2 separate regions of the Sus scrofa genome follow, and region 2 is linked to region 1. Evidence: chromatin contacts called from public Hi-C data. All regions are on one chromosome and are shown on one strand. Each heading gives the region's core, a stretch centred on a gene start, on an enhancer-like site or on the middle of the called end of the contact. The rest is flanking DNA. Distances are from core to core; before and after follow the strand shown. Region 1 holds the start of LOC110256581 (a long non-coding RNA gene). Region 2 overlaps ANO10 (anoctamin-10).

Evidence for each region. A called contact is a pair of places that touch in the nucleus more often than the background predicts.
Region 2: a contact with region 1 is called in a Hi-C map of liver, with 3 times the contacts expected there. The contact joins two enhancer-like sites. A contact is called at or near these places in 1 of 47 Hi-C or Micro-C datasets (liver) and 1 of 2 datasets of contacts at active chromatin or transcription factors (skeletal muscle).

What each region holds. Positions count from the first base shown.
Region 1 is chr13:26,565,144-26,571,972 of Sscrofa11.1, forward strand. LOC110256581 (a long non-coding RNA gene) reads left to right here and starts at 664. Exons shown (of 6, transcript XR_002338247.1): 1 at 664-1,178. Within about 2 kb of position 4,453, at least 35 of the 83 cell types and tissues checked have an H3K27ac peak or open chromatin away from gene starts, as enhancers often do. A contact at or near this core is called in liver, where this site is marked.
Region 2 is chr13:26,765,463-26,772,291 of Sscrofa11.1, forward strand. All of the region lies in intron 12 of ANO10 (anoctamin-10), which reads right to left. Among named protein-coding and RNA genes, the nearest start is that of SNRK, 100 kb to the left of the region's middle. Within about 2 kb of position 2,494, at least 2 of the 83 cell types and tissues checked have an H3K27ac peak or open chromatin away from gene starts, as enhancers often do. A contact at or near this core is called in liver, where this site is marked.

The DNA of each region.
Region 1 (6,829 bases), core at 3,203-5,702:
AACTGATCATATTTTGGATGTATGGGGTGAAATGGAGCATCCTAAAATTAATGTCACTTGTTTCTTTTAATTTTCCTTAAATGTAGCTACTGGGAAATTTAACGTTTTATGTAGGGTGCATTTTCTATTTGTATTGGATACACTGATCCAGTGGGAATCAGCTGGAGAGAAAACAGCCCTTGGGTTTGAGAGAACAAGTAATTGGACTCAGGCTTGGGGGAGACGTGGAGGCAAATGGAGCCCAGCTGCTCCATGTGAGAAAGGAGAAGGGAAAATGACAGACTAGGATGTGAACAGGCAAGGGCGGCCTGGGGCTTGTCTCAGGGGAGAGAGGAAATGAAGAGGGGTGGGAGGCAGGCTCAGGAACTCGGCAGTAGCAGGAGGCCAGGGAGACAGATGGCCAAGGAAAGACTCCCTGAGCCCCTGGGGCAGGGCCGGCAGTGAGTTCTGCCAGCACTGAGGTCTGGTGATACATTTTATTTTATTTTAATTTTTGTCTTTTGTCCTTGTAGGGCCGCACCCGCGGCATATGGAGGTTCCCAGGCTAGGGTTGAATGGGAGCTCTAGCCGCCAGCCTAACCACAGCCACAGCAATGCCAGATCCAAGCTGTGTCTGCGACCTATACCACAGGTCATGGCAACGCCGCATCCTTAACCCACTGATCAAGGCCAGGGATCGAACTGGCAACCTCATGGTTCCTAGTTGAATTAGTTTCTGCTGTGCCACAATGGGAACTCCTGGTGATACATTTTAAATGGGTTCCTGATCTGTGCCCTTATACCCCTCTGCTGTCCCCATGCCCCAAGGACAGACTGTGTGGGGCCAGGGAAGCTGTGTCCCTGCTTGGACAGCAGGGCTGGATGGGGACAGTCAGGGGCCAACAATGGCCTGGGGAGCCAGAGGCGAGGAAGGAAGGTGAGGAGCCAGGGGGGCAGGGTGAGGGGTCAGGCACCCAGACCTCCTTGGCAGGGTCCCCAAGAGCACTGGGCTGCTGGTGGGGAGGTGTATGCTGGTTGAAGATTTTTGTTTGGTTTTGAAGGGAAGCATCACTGCAGCAGGCTGGCTGGTGCCTGGACCCTAGGCTGCATTACATGGTGTTACACTGGGTGTCGTGATTCCTTCTGGACAGCGGAGCAGCAGGCGGCTAAGAAGTTTGGTGGCAGTGCTGGCAGGGAAGGTGAGGAAGTGCATCCAAGCAATGCTAGAAGCCACATCAGCGAATAAAACGGAACCAGTGCCAGGATTGGCTGTCAGGTGATGTAGGGAGCAAGGTCCTGGGCAGGTGACCTGCGTGCTCTCCAGGTGTGCACGTGCCACCCCTCCCACCCCAGACACTCACACCCTTCTCAGCCTGATCTTTGTCTTCGGAGGCTGGCTTCTAGAGTCTACACCCACAGACCTTCTAGTCCCAGACTTCTGGCCGGGATGGGCCAGTGGGGGCCCCACAAAAGATCCAGAGAGCAGGGGGCAGTGAGGGCGGTTTTTGAGTCTCTGGCTTCTTCCCTGCACTGCAGTGCCTTGTCCCTCTTCCTTGAGGCCTCTCTGTAAAGTGTCCTCTCTCTCCCTCTCTCCCTCCCCCTCCCCATCTCTGGCTCCTAGCATCTCCTGTCCCTGATCTCTGCAGGCTTGGGGCTCCCCATGGTCCTCAGCCCTGGCGAAGTGCACATTCCCATTGCTTTCCCTGCAGCCGGACCACACCTCTGTCCACAGTCTTTCATGAACCCTTCCTCAGTTATCCAGCTGCCAATTACTTCCCACGGAGACCCTGACCAATGCCAGGACACAACCATGCGCTAACTTTTGTGTACTTGAGGGAGAAGGCAGAGTGAAAACACACATTTGAATTTACAGAAAGAAATACTAGAAGGATATATAAGAAACCAGTAAGAGTAGCAGGCATCATGGGCAGAATCAGTAAACCAGGGCAGAGGTGGAGCTCCATTTCCCATTGTATCTAATTTATATTGATTTTGAACCATGTGAATTATTATCTATCAGACCAAAGTTAAACTGGGAAGAATCTTCTCTCTCCCAAGATGGATTCTTTGGAGGATTGTTGACTGAAGTAAAAGCACAGGTGGAGTTCCCTGGTGGCCTAGCAGTTAAGGACTCAGTGTTGTCACTGCTTTGGCTCAGGTTTGATCCCTGGCCCGGGAACTTCCACGTGCCATAGGCACGGCCAAAAAAGAAAAGAAGACACTTGTGAGTGTCGTGAGTTTCAGTTTTATTTGGGGACTTAGCGAGGAATGTAGCACAGAAGACAGTCTCTCACAGGCTCTGAGAAACTGTCCCAAAGGGGGAAAGGGGGAAGGTCAGCATATCTATGAATTTAGAAAAGGGTACATGCAACCAAGCACACATCTCGGTAGAAGGTTACTACTTGTCATGAGGAACAGTCATCTTGGTTAATGATTTCAGTGCTTTTCCAAGTGTAGGAAGATGTGAGAACTTGGATTCATAAAATTTTCTCCCGCAAATGTCTAATGAAAGGCCTGTTCTGCTAGTTTTCCCAGAGCCTGGAGTGCTGTGCCGTGTTCCTGATCTCTGCCCTGAACTCTTTCAGTGTGTGTTAAAGGTCAGTGATAGCAAAGGCAAATGACTCAATCCTTGTAGAGCTGGATGGCAAGCCGCATTCCTTAGTTGGCAGAGTTGGTTTAGTCCCGTCTTGACCTTTCCCCGAGAAAGCTCCAAATCTTGCGCGGAAAGAGCCACAGCCCTGTGGGAAGTGGCCTCTCCTAGCTGTCTCCATCAAGCAGGGCCACAGCCAGGCATCCCATCGGCCTCTCTCCCTCCCCCTGACCTTCTAGGCCTCTGACCTCAGCCACCAGTGTCTTAGAGGTTGTCCACCAGGAAAGATCACAGAATCAAATTATATAGGTAGAGAGCAAGGGGACCAGCCCTGAAAGCCAGCATCCTGGAGAGGCAGCTTCCATCCTGCTCACTCCAGCCTTGACAGGTGCTGTCCCGTCTGTGGGTTTTGCCACTGGAAGTTTCCAAAAGGCCCAGTAAGATCCATTCCTTTGGCTGACTTGCCATATGAAATGCCCCAGGCTTGTGGCCAGAGCTTGGAGGATATTCCCCCTCCCATCCCACCCCTTTCTAAGTCTGACCCCAGGGCCTCACCCAGGTGAGGGTGACACAGACGCAGAGCTCAGAACCACACTGGGAGAGGACCTCAACCTCATCTAAAGCGAACTTTGACCTTTGCTATTTCCCATCAGCTTTGTGGGGTAATCAGAGGGACCAGTGGGGGAATAAAGCTGCATTTACCAAGCTTAGCACTCATTCCCTCATTAATCCTCCGAGTCACCGATATGAAGCAGGGAGAGGCCAAGTGCTATTATAGCCTTTTAGCCACAACAGTGGGTAATGACCTGCCTGTGTTGTGCATGAGTCATGAGCAGAGTGATGTCCAAGCCCTGATCTCTGGACCCTGGCGCAGCGTCTCTCCTCGCCTGGCAGTGAGGGAGTGGGGGGAGGGCATGTGGGCATCCTTCTTTCACTTTCCATGGCCCTCTGCTTGCTGTGGAAAGGCAGGCATCATGGACAGAGATTGGCCTAGCAGCTGCCTAAGCAGTGTGATCTCAAGTTCAAAGACGGACATCTTCCTTCTGCCATAGGTCTGCAACCTGCCCAAATGGTTACCATTCATAGTTCTTAGTGGCATTGGCAAGAGTGAGCTCCTGGCCCAGATATTTGGGAAATATGGGTGACTGGCAGCCTCTGCTTCCCTGATGCCTTGTCTCTGGGTCTTGGTCAAACATCGCCTCTCTCCGTTGAAGTGTCAGCCAAGGTTGGTTCATCAGCCCAGCTGAACGCTGGGCAGAGAGTGGCACAGATCCATTTTGCTTGGGATGGAGGGAGTCACAGAAGCAGCCATGGACATGTGGAGCAGGTCATCTCAGAGGCAGACTTGAAGGCAGGAGGCATCTGCGGTTGAGGCCAAGGCTATGGAGAGAGACAAAGGGGAAGCAGGTCCTTCGAAAGTGCTAAGGACACATGTGCCCCAGACTCACACTTGGCTTTGGTTGAAAGGGTTTTTTTGGTTTTTTTTTTTAGGGCCCCACCCACAGCTTATGGAGGTTCCCAGGCTAGGGGTCAAATCAGAGCTACAGCTATTGGCCTACACCACAGCTCACAGCAATGCCAGATCCTTAACCCACTGGGCAAGGCCAGGGATCAAACCTGCCTCTTCATGGATTCTAGTCGGGTTCATTACCACCAAGCCACTATGGGAACTCCTGGTCAAAAGGCATATTGCCTGATTCCATTTATTACCCCTTTACCTTGTGCCAGGCTCCGGGCAAATCCACCTTCATGTGATCTCAGTTTCCAGGTGAACATCTGACACTCAGAGAGGTGAACTGGCCGTGTGTGTGCATAGCCCAGAAATGGTTGAGCTGGACTTTGAACCCCTGCCTGTCTGGAGCCTAAATGATCCCACTTTCCAGAACATTCCTGAACATTTACTCACAGATCTGAGTAAGTTGTGGGGAGGGAGGGAGAGAGGAAAGGAGGAGAGCAGCTCAGACGCAGAGAGGAAATGGCAGGGTGGAGGCACGGGAAATCCTGGCTGTGTCCACATACGCTGTCAGCACAGAAACGGAACTGTTTTAATGTCAAGGCTGGATGCAGCCCCAACAGAACGGCAAAGGCAAAGTGTGTTTGCCTCTGCAGCTGGCCTTTAAAATACACTTTCCTCAGCAGTTGGAGCCTTGATGAACATCTAGATCTTCCTAAATTAAAGCCTTTGAAACAAAAATAATAATTTCAGGTTACAAAGCAAATATGCTCGGGCTTTGTGGCTAGATGTCTGTTGATCTCTGACATCCAGGCTATTCCTGCTCACCTGGTCCCTGCTTTTATTGGATTTGCTGGAAGGCGTTCTGGAGAAAAGGGGACATCCTGGATAAAAGATGGCCCAGGAAATGGAGGAGGAAGGCAGGCCCAGCAGGGGCTGATGACCACAAATCCGGCAGCACCTGCCAAGTCCCTGAATTGTTGGCCTCATTTGACCCCTGCGTTCCTTGCGGGTTCGTTTTGCAAGAGAGCCACGGAAGGTTCTGGAGCCCTGTCTACTTTGGGGTGTAGGACTCCCACCCCCCTCAAAGTTCCCTGGGAAAACTTCCCATGCAAATAAAGCTGCAAAGGCCCTCCCACCGCAGTGACAGTCACTCCCTGCTGGGTCACTGTGAGCAGGTGACTTTACTTCTCTTTTCTTATCTGGAAGAGGAGAAAGGCTGTAACACTTCAAAAGTGCAACCTCTTAGGGTCATGATGGGAACACAAAGTGAGAAGGGATGCCAGGCACTAGGAAGACCCTGGGGCACAGAGCACAGGGAGCTGTGCTATGAAGGGTGCTGGTGAGGCTGTGGAGATCACATGGGCCGAGGGAAGCCTTATTGCACACGTGCTATAGGTCAGAAGAGGTGACCTCCTTCAGGACTTTCAACAATCCCTTAAGGAAGAGGTTATCACCAGCAATTATAGATAAGGACTGCAGGAGATAAAGAACTGCCTACGGTCATGGAGTTTAGGGGCCACACGTCAGCCTGGCTCCAGGCACTATTGTCTGATTCAGCGCCCCCTCTGCCCAGAAGCCCCACGACCGGGCCTGAATTTATATTCCCGATACCTGCTTAGGTTGTCGGGGAATGAAACCACTGCCCTCAAGGTAAGAGCTGGAACAGGGGCACAGGTACTCCCCATTCTCCGACCCCCTGTGGGTGGCCTTGTCTGTCATTTACAGACAGTTAGTGGGGCCAGAGGGGAAGACACACCAAGGAAACTGAAAAGCGAGAACAAAACTAGAAGAGGAGTTGGCAATGACGTCCTGCCGCACAGCACATGGAACCATATCCACTCTCTTGGGAGAGACCTTGATGGAAGATAATAGAAGAAAAAGAGAATATGTATATTACATAATACATATGACTGGGTTACTGCTATACAGCAGAAATTGGCACAACACTGTAAACCAACTATACTTTAATTCAAAAATAAAAAATAACATAAAAGAGGAGTTTGGGATCCTCAGGGGTGGGGGTGGGGGGGCAGCAGGAAGGGCTGCCTTCCAGCAGAAACACTTTTCTATTTTCTGCCTGGCCTTTGAATGGCCTCCTGGAAGAACAGACTCCAGGCACAGGGACAGGAGAGGCAGGCACTCGGGGACAGCATGTGGATGACTGAGCACCTACCCCGGCTGGCCCTTGGGCTAGGATCTCCTTTAATTTCCACAGCAACCCCAGGAGACGATGATTAGCATGCACTTTACAGACCAGGCAACTGGAGCCCATTAAAAGAAAACAAGGAGCTCAAAGTCGAACAGCTGAGAAAGTTTAACCCGGGTCTGCCTGGCCCAGGGTCTCTGGGTTCCCTGTGACAGCCGCCCTCAGGCTCACCCTTGTGACAGGTAACCTGCCAAGGCTGGGCTCCTCCCCTCGGGGAGAGTCTACTAACACTTTGCCCCACAGGCATAAGGAAACTGAGGCAGGACTGGGATTCCAGGAGGAAAGTGATTAGAGAGGAAGGGAAGAGGGAGACAGAAAAGTTAAGGAAGAGGAGAAAGAGCTGAAAGAAATGGTGAAAACAGGGAATTCAAAGCCCTCTTTCTGGAGCCAACTGTGGCAGTGAGTGAGAAGCAGCTTGAAGTTACAGCAAATTAGGTCTCAAGTCTCTGGCTGCCTGCAAATCACAACAGATCTATTTACCAGTTGCAGGAACGGCTTGCTTTATCCTTCCGCCAGGGGCTCAGAGACGGGAAAGCTCAGGAGAAAAACCCAAGCTGTGGAAAAGTGTCCTGGATGATGAGGAGACTTGGGCCGGAGG
Region 2 (6,829 bases), core at 1,244-3,743, 200 kb after region 1:
TCTGGGGGATAAATTCCTAGAATTCTTCCCAGTTTATCTTATTAAACAAATAAACAAAATCTTCCCTGTGTCCACCCCTTACCCACATGCTCTCCTCCAGCTGACACTAACTTTCTCCTTCCTTTCCAGCCAAACTTGTCAATAGAGTTGTCTACCCTGATGATTTTCTCACCTCTTGCTCCCCAACCCAACTGGCTTCTGGTCCTAGTAACTCACTGAAACAGCTCCCCTAAAGTTGCCTGAGTGTCGTTCTCTTATATCCAAGGGGCTTGCCCTGGTCTTCACTGGATGCTTTGATAGCTGACTTTGACATTTTGCAACTACCTCCTTCCTGACCCTTCTGCCCTTGACTCTGATGTGACCATTCACCTGGCCTTCCTGCCCCACCTCTCTATCTGATCTTCTGGCCAGCCCTCAAGAGCTGGCATTCCTCAAAGATCAATTCCAGGCCCTCTCTTCTTCTCATTTTTGATCAGTAGTGTCTAAGAAAACTCAAAATGTGGGTAGTGCAACTGAGGAACTGAAGTTTTAATCTAATTTGAACTAAGTACTGTGGCTAACGGCTACCATGGACAGCACAGCTCAACCTGTTCTCCCTAAGAGAGATCCCAGACACTGTAGTCTCAGGGCAGAGAAGCACTCGTTTCTATTTCCAGCCCAGATTTTCCTCTGAACTCACATAACACTCACAGAAGCAATGCTCACTTGACATCTTCCCTTGGATATTACTAAACCAATGAAATTAAATTTGAGATCATCTTAAAGCTAGGCTATCTCCCCCAATTAGTGAAATGCAGAGCTAAGGAATCTCAGAAAACCAAGTTGGGCTGACTCCATCTCTTGACCATTTCTCACCTTTGTCCTCTTCTCCACATCTTGACTACCTTCACGTGAACCCATCATGGAAACTGGTGGTACAGCCTCCTTACTGGTCTACTTGGATCCTCTCTGGGTACCCCTCCCACTCTACCCTCTATGCTAATGTAAATCTGAAGATGTTCCGCTCCATGCCTGAGCCCCTTCACTGGCTTCCTATGCTTCTGGGATAAAGGCACAGTCCACTGTGCAAGGTTTTATCTTGCCAGCCACTGGCCAGCTCTCCATGGCCCTTCCCCAAGCCCCGCAGCCACACTGGTCTTTCTGTCTCCGGCAGCTACCATGGTGTGCGTGTGTGAGTGTGTTGAGGTAGGGAGGGACTTTATCACTTCTTTTTAACCCCTTTCCTAGTTTTCAGTGTCACCATCCATGACTTTGGGAAGCAAACAAACAAAACTGCCCTGCTGGTCACACTATGAAGATTCCTAAAGAGCTGGCTCCTGAGTGATGGACACCATGGAAGAAAAGCACCGCTCACTTGCTTGTTCCCTTACGTGTCTCTATAACCCATGTCGCTTCCATACCAAAGCAGAACTGTGCTGATCTGCCCTTCAACAGCTCTCCTGCCAGCTGGGCAGCAAAGTCTGCTTGAACAGTCCCAGAGGGAGGGCACCCCTCACAAAGTAGCCTCCCTACCTCCCATTCTGGTTCACTTTGATGATTAGAAAGGTCTTCTTTGTATTTTTTTTGCCACCTCTATCCCATTGTTCCTTCTGGCCAAGTCCCAGGTCCCCCTTTTGGAGTCATAACAAAAATGATAGCAGTGAGAGCAGCCACCATTTCCTTTGTGCCTGTCACTTATGCCACTATGGTGCCAACCAGCCTTGCAACAACTCCATGAGCTGGAATCTTGTATTATTGCTAGTTTTTAACACAAGAACCTAAAACTTAGAGCAAACAACCCACCCTCAGTATCAGAGCATTCTGATCACCCCTGAATTCTTCAATGTCTTCACTGTGATGCAGGGCCTAGAATCTAACAGTACTCTGATCCTTGCCCCACTAAGCGTGGTCCAAGGAGCAACAGCTTCACCAGGGAGCCCGTCCTGATGAAGAATCTGGGCTCCATCTCAGACCCGCTCAATCAGCATCTGAATCTTAACATGATCCCAGGGGCACTCTAGAGTATGAGAGACACTATTCTCCATGTGCCCAGAATACACTGGAACTTATTAATTCATTAGACCAGTGAACAGTCATAAACACCTACCACTTGTGCCTGGCCCTATGCAGGTACTAGGGATCCTCAAGCCTCTCATTGCAGAGCTTGTGTCCAGCAGTGATATGTGTAGGGCCAGGGCCAAGAAATGTTGGGGAAACAAGGAGTTGGTGGTTGATTCTACTTGTCACTTGGGTGGCATGGGTCAGGGAAATTCCAGCAGCCAGCACCTGATCAAGCGCTCACCTAGCGAAGGGCTGTGCTGAGCAGTCACTGAGAGGGGCTTTCTGAGCAGGGGAAGCAGGACACCAAAGGATGAAGGTAGCAGAGAAATCTGGGGAGAGGCTGGGCAGGAAAGGTGGCCAGCATGGGGCCTGGAGCCCTCGGAGCCGCGCCCCTTTGTTCTGGACCTGACAGTCCCTGCAGCCTCTGGTTATATAAGCTTCTCCAGCTCATTTGTACTTGCAGCTGAGGAGACAGGCCTGCTTTTTTCACATGTACTTGGTTTGATCAGATTATTTTACCTGTACTTTGGTGATTGATTTTTTTAAAAAACATGCAAGTTTAACCTTCAGTTTAATCTGATTAAATTTTAACTCGGCCTTTTGGACGGTCACCACTGAAGCCTGCCATGATCTTTTCGAATGCCTTCATCCAGCACATCCCCCCATCTTCCCTTTTCCCCTTCATTTCATGCAGCCCTTCTCCCCCTGGGTGTGCAGTTTCCTGACAGTAGAGCTTCTTGAAAACTTTAATCTAGCAGAACGAGGTGCATTCCCTTCTACTGCTACTCAACACCTTCCATCCCCAGCTGGTGTCTACTTCTTCCTTCCTATGAGCCCATTTTTCACTCTAGAGGCTGAAAAATGCCAGCACTGTCAGTTTCCCCAGTAGTCAGGGCATGAATGAGTAACTAAATCCTGGCTGGTGGGGCTTGAGGGTAAGTCTGTTGGGGATTTGGGAAAGGTTTTCTTCCTTAACATAGAGAGACTCTCAAGAGCAGCACCACTGTTTTTTCCTCTTGCCTTTGGACATGTGTGCGCAGACGTGATGCCTGGAGCCGTGGCATCCACCCTGTGGTCATGATGGAAGCCAACACACTGAAGGTGGCGGAGAAAAAAGGCCTGACTGGTACTTTAATGACATCACTGCTGATCCCCTAATGCTGGGATAGGCCCACTTACGGATTTACTGTTGTATTAACGTCAAGTCCATTGAATGACTTGTATCTTTATATGGGAACAACCCAGAAACAGCTCAGGTTATGAAAGTTCCTAAATCTCATCATTGTTATATTCTTCTGTAAATTACCGGGCATCTTCTCAACTAAATGTGTCATGTCGACTGTCTATAATTCTACGTAGTCTGAAGGCTTTGTCTGGGCATATGTTTTTCTCCCTTAAATTATAATTTAAAGTTCCCTTGATTGCGCTGGCCAATTTTCTGACAAGTCCATGCTTTTCCGAGCAGCTCCTTAGTTCCCTTTCTTCTCAGTTACGAAGATTGGCCTTCTCTTATATGCTGAACCAGCTCTAGGCCCCCCTCTCATTAGGGGAACCAGCTCCAGGCCTCACACTGGCAGAGGGTCCAACACAGTCCAGATGCAACTTGAGGCACCTCCTGTGAGCTGACCTCTTCGTGGCCCATCTCACTCAGTCCCAGGACACGGCCGCCCTCAGGCACGCTGTCTCCTTCCCAAGCCACCTTGGTCCAGCACCCAGGGCTCTGGTCTCTGCTCCCCCTCCACCGTTCAGATCTCTTCCTTCCCGGCTGCCATCATCTGTAAAGCAACCTGGCCTGTCACGTCCCTGATAACCCATAGAGATCTGCTGTGCACACATGCCTAGGGGCCAAGCCGGTGGAGTCAGAGCACTTCTGGGGGTGGGGGGAAGGTGTGGATGCTCACAGGTACTGTAACTGCTTTTTTCGATCATACTTCATTTTGGGAGAATCGGGGGTGGGAGGGCTAGGGTGACTAGCAAGGCTGAAAGTGTTGGCATATTTGCTTTTACATCTTGGAAATGTGCACCAGAGAAACAATAACCTTTCCCCTGGGCAGTGCAGGCTGTACACATGAGTCTTCTTGAGTCGGGGCAAGTGGCCTGTGTGGTCAGTAGCAGGCGGCCCCTGACCTGACCTGGCTGTAATGTTCCTTCTTGTTCTCAGGCCTGGTGCACAGCTGCCTCTCGAGCAGGCCAGAGTCCCCCACCATGGGAAAAGCATCTGTCAAAAATACTCCCCCAGGAGCCCTGTGTGTTCCCTTTCCCCTCGAGTCAAATTCTTCCACCCTCACCTCTTGACTCTAAGCCTCCTTGGGATACTTGTTTTCCTGGCTTTCTACTTGAATTTTTTCCATCCTGCACAGGAATGTTTAATCCCTTCTAAGATGTTAGCGCCTAGACCTTCTCTTCGAGCAAGGAGATCAGTGAGAATTTATGGGAAACAAACAAAACAACCACTTTACACTTGCATGCAGGTTCCACATGTGACAGAGTCAGTTCCTGTGCTGGCCAAGAGCACGGAGAGGCTCCACTGTCACAGCATACCTGAGTGGGGTGGGGCTTGCTGAGGCCACCTGTGCTGGCAGCCAGGGGCATGTGCCTCCCCCCACCCCAACCCTAAGCATCTCTAATTCTCACGTTTCCCACTTGACAGATGAAATAACTGTGTGGAGGGCACATGCCAGCAGCTAATAAGAACAGCAGGCCACAAAGCCAGGGCTGCCTGGCACTAAACCAGTTTCCCCAGTCCCCTCCATTTCCATATGTTCTGGCATTCAAGAGAAGTATACTCCTCCATGACTTTCCTAAAAACAGCTGTTTTGATCTCAGGAAACTGATTTTCTGGACTTGCCAGCCCCCCTGCTTCTGCTCCAATCCAGTGGAGAAAGGGCCAGGCTGGGAGGGGGCTGCTTGTCTCCAGCCCAAAGAGGGTCCTCTCAGGACCCTTTTCTTCTTTCTATTTTTTTTTTTTTTTTTTTTTTTTTTTTTGCTTTTTAGGGCTGTACCTGCAGCATTTGGAAGTTTCCAGGCTAGGGGTCGAACCGGAGCTGCAGCCACATCAATGCCAGATTTAAGCTGCATCTGTGACCTACAACACAGCTCACGGCAATGCCAGATTCTTAACCCACGAGCGAGGCCAGGGACTGAACCCAAATCCTCATGGATGCCAGTCAGGTTTGTTACCGCTGAGCCATAATGGGAACTCCAGGACTGTTTTCTAACAGACTCTCCTTCTTTTCTTTTAGCTTTCTCAATATATAGATGTCAGATTTGGAAAAGCATGTTTGTAATTTTGATGGAAGTGCCATTTTATTGATTTGTTCTTTTATGGATCATGCTTTAGGAGCCTAAGAAATCTTTGCCTAATGCAAGGTCACAAAGATTTTATCGGTTTTTTTCCCCATATTTATGATCTGGGGCTTTACATTTAGGTCTATGGGCCATGTTGATGTGAGGTATGGGTCCGTGTTCATTTTCTTGCATTCCAGTTGCTCCAGCACCGTTTGTTGCCAAGACTCTTCTTTGTCAAAATCACTACAGCCTGGTGTCTGTCTGTTGCTCTCTCTCAAACTGTAGGTTCCTTTTTTTTTTTTTTTTTTTTCAAATTTCTGATGCTCCTTGGTGATTTCTTCACATTTTTGAAAGAAGGGACAAGGTGATCTGGATGGCTGCTCACATTTGGGAAAGAAGCACTAGGTGATGGAATGAGTGGCCTCCCGGGCTTTCCCCTCTCCTGTCCCATATGGCTCCAGCTCATTCTCCCCTCTGAATGGGGACGCAGACTGCATTTACTTACTAGCCTCTTTCTGTTTAGGGCATGTGTGCAGGTAGCAGGAGGTGACCTGCGGCCTGTCGAGCCCCAGGTGCTCAGGTTTAGCATCTTCCAGCCCCGGGTACTGTTGCCTTTTGTGGCCCCACTCTGTAGCTCTGAGAAGTCCAGGGTAACCTGGAGACAGAGATGGTTCCAAAGCTCCTTGCTGAGTGCCACCCTGATCTCCTCCCTTTAGGGAAGGGGAGCTCTGAGGAGTTGCCCTGCGCCCAGCCCCCAACAGACGCCTGCAGTGTGTCTGCTCTAGTTCTCTGTCAACCCTTCCTAGTCTGCTTTCTAGTTCACAGAAATTTCTCAGCCTTTTTTTGGTTAGCTTTGGTTGCTTGTTCTCCAACATCTTTAATGAACATACGCTTTTCTCATTTTTCCTTTGGTTGGAAATGGGCTTTGGAGGAGGCAGAAGTAATTGGGACATTTTGAGCTAGGAAGTCCCACTGGATGGTTGTAAGTGCTGAGGACGTGTGAATTCACTTTCCCACGGAACGTGCATGGGGTCATCCCCAGAGACAGACGGCAGAACTGGACAGATTGCCAGGCCAGCCAGTCATACTGTGCAGAGAAAGCTGGCTGGCTGGGAAGCCTGGGAAAGTCCTGAGCATTATGGTCTCATTCTCCATCTGTAAAACACTATGTCTTTAAAGGAGCTCTTCTGGCTGGGCAGCTCTGTGGGAGGGAGATGGTGAGCCAGGGCACAGCTAGAAGCCCAGGACGCTGTAAACCGCAAGTCACGTACCACTGACATGGTCAAGAATCAAGCCCAGAGTCTGTCATGTCAAGAACTTCTGTTCTTTTCCCTAATCATCTTCATGATGGGCTTCAGTCTGCCTCTATCTGTTTTCTGGACAAAAAGTTCACATACCTATGTATTTGTAATATCTAGTCAGTATCTAATAGTACTAGATTTAAAAAAATTATATCGAGAGATTTTGTATTGACCTTAAAAGCATCAATAATCTTGGTCCC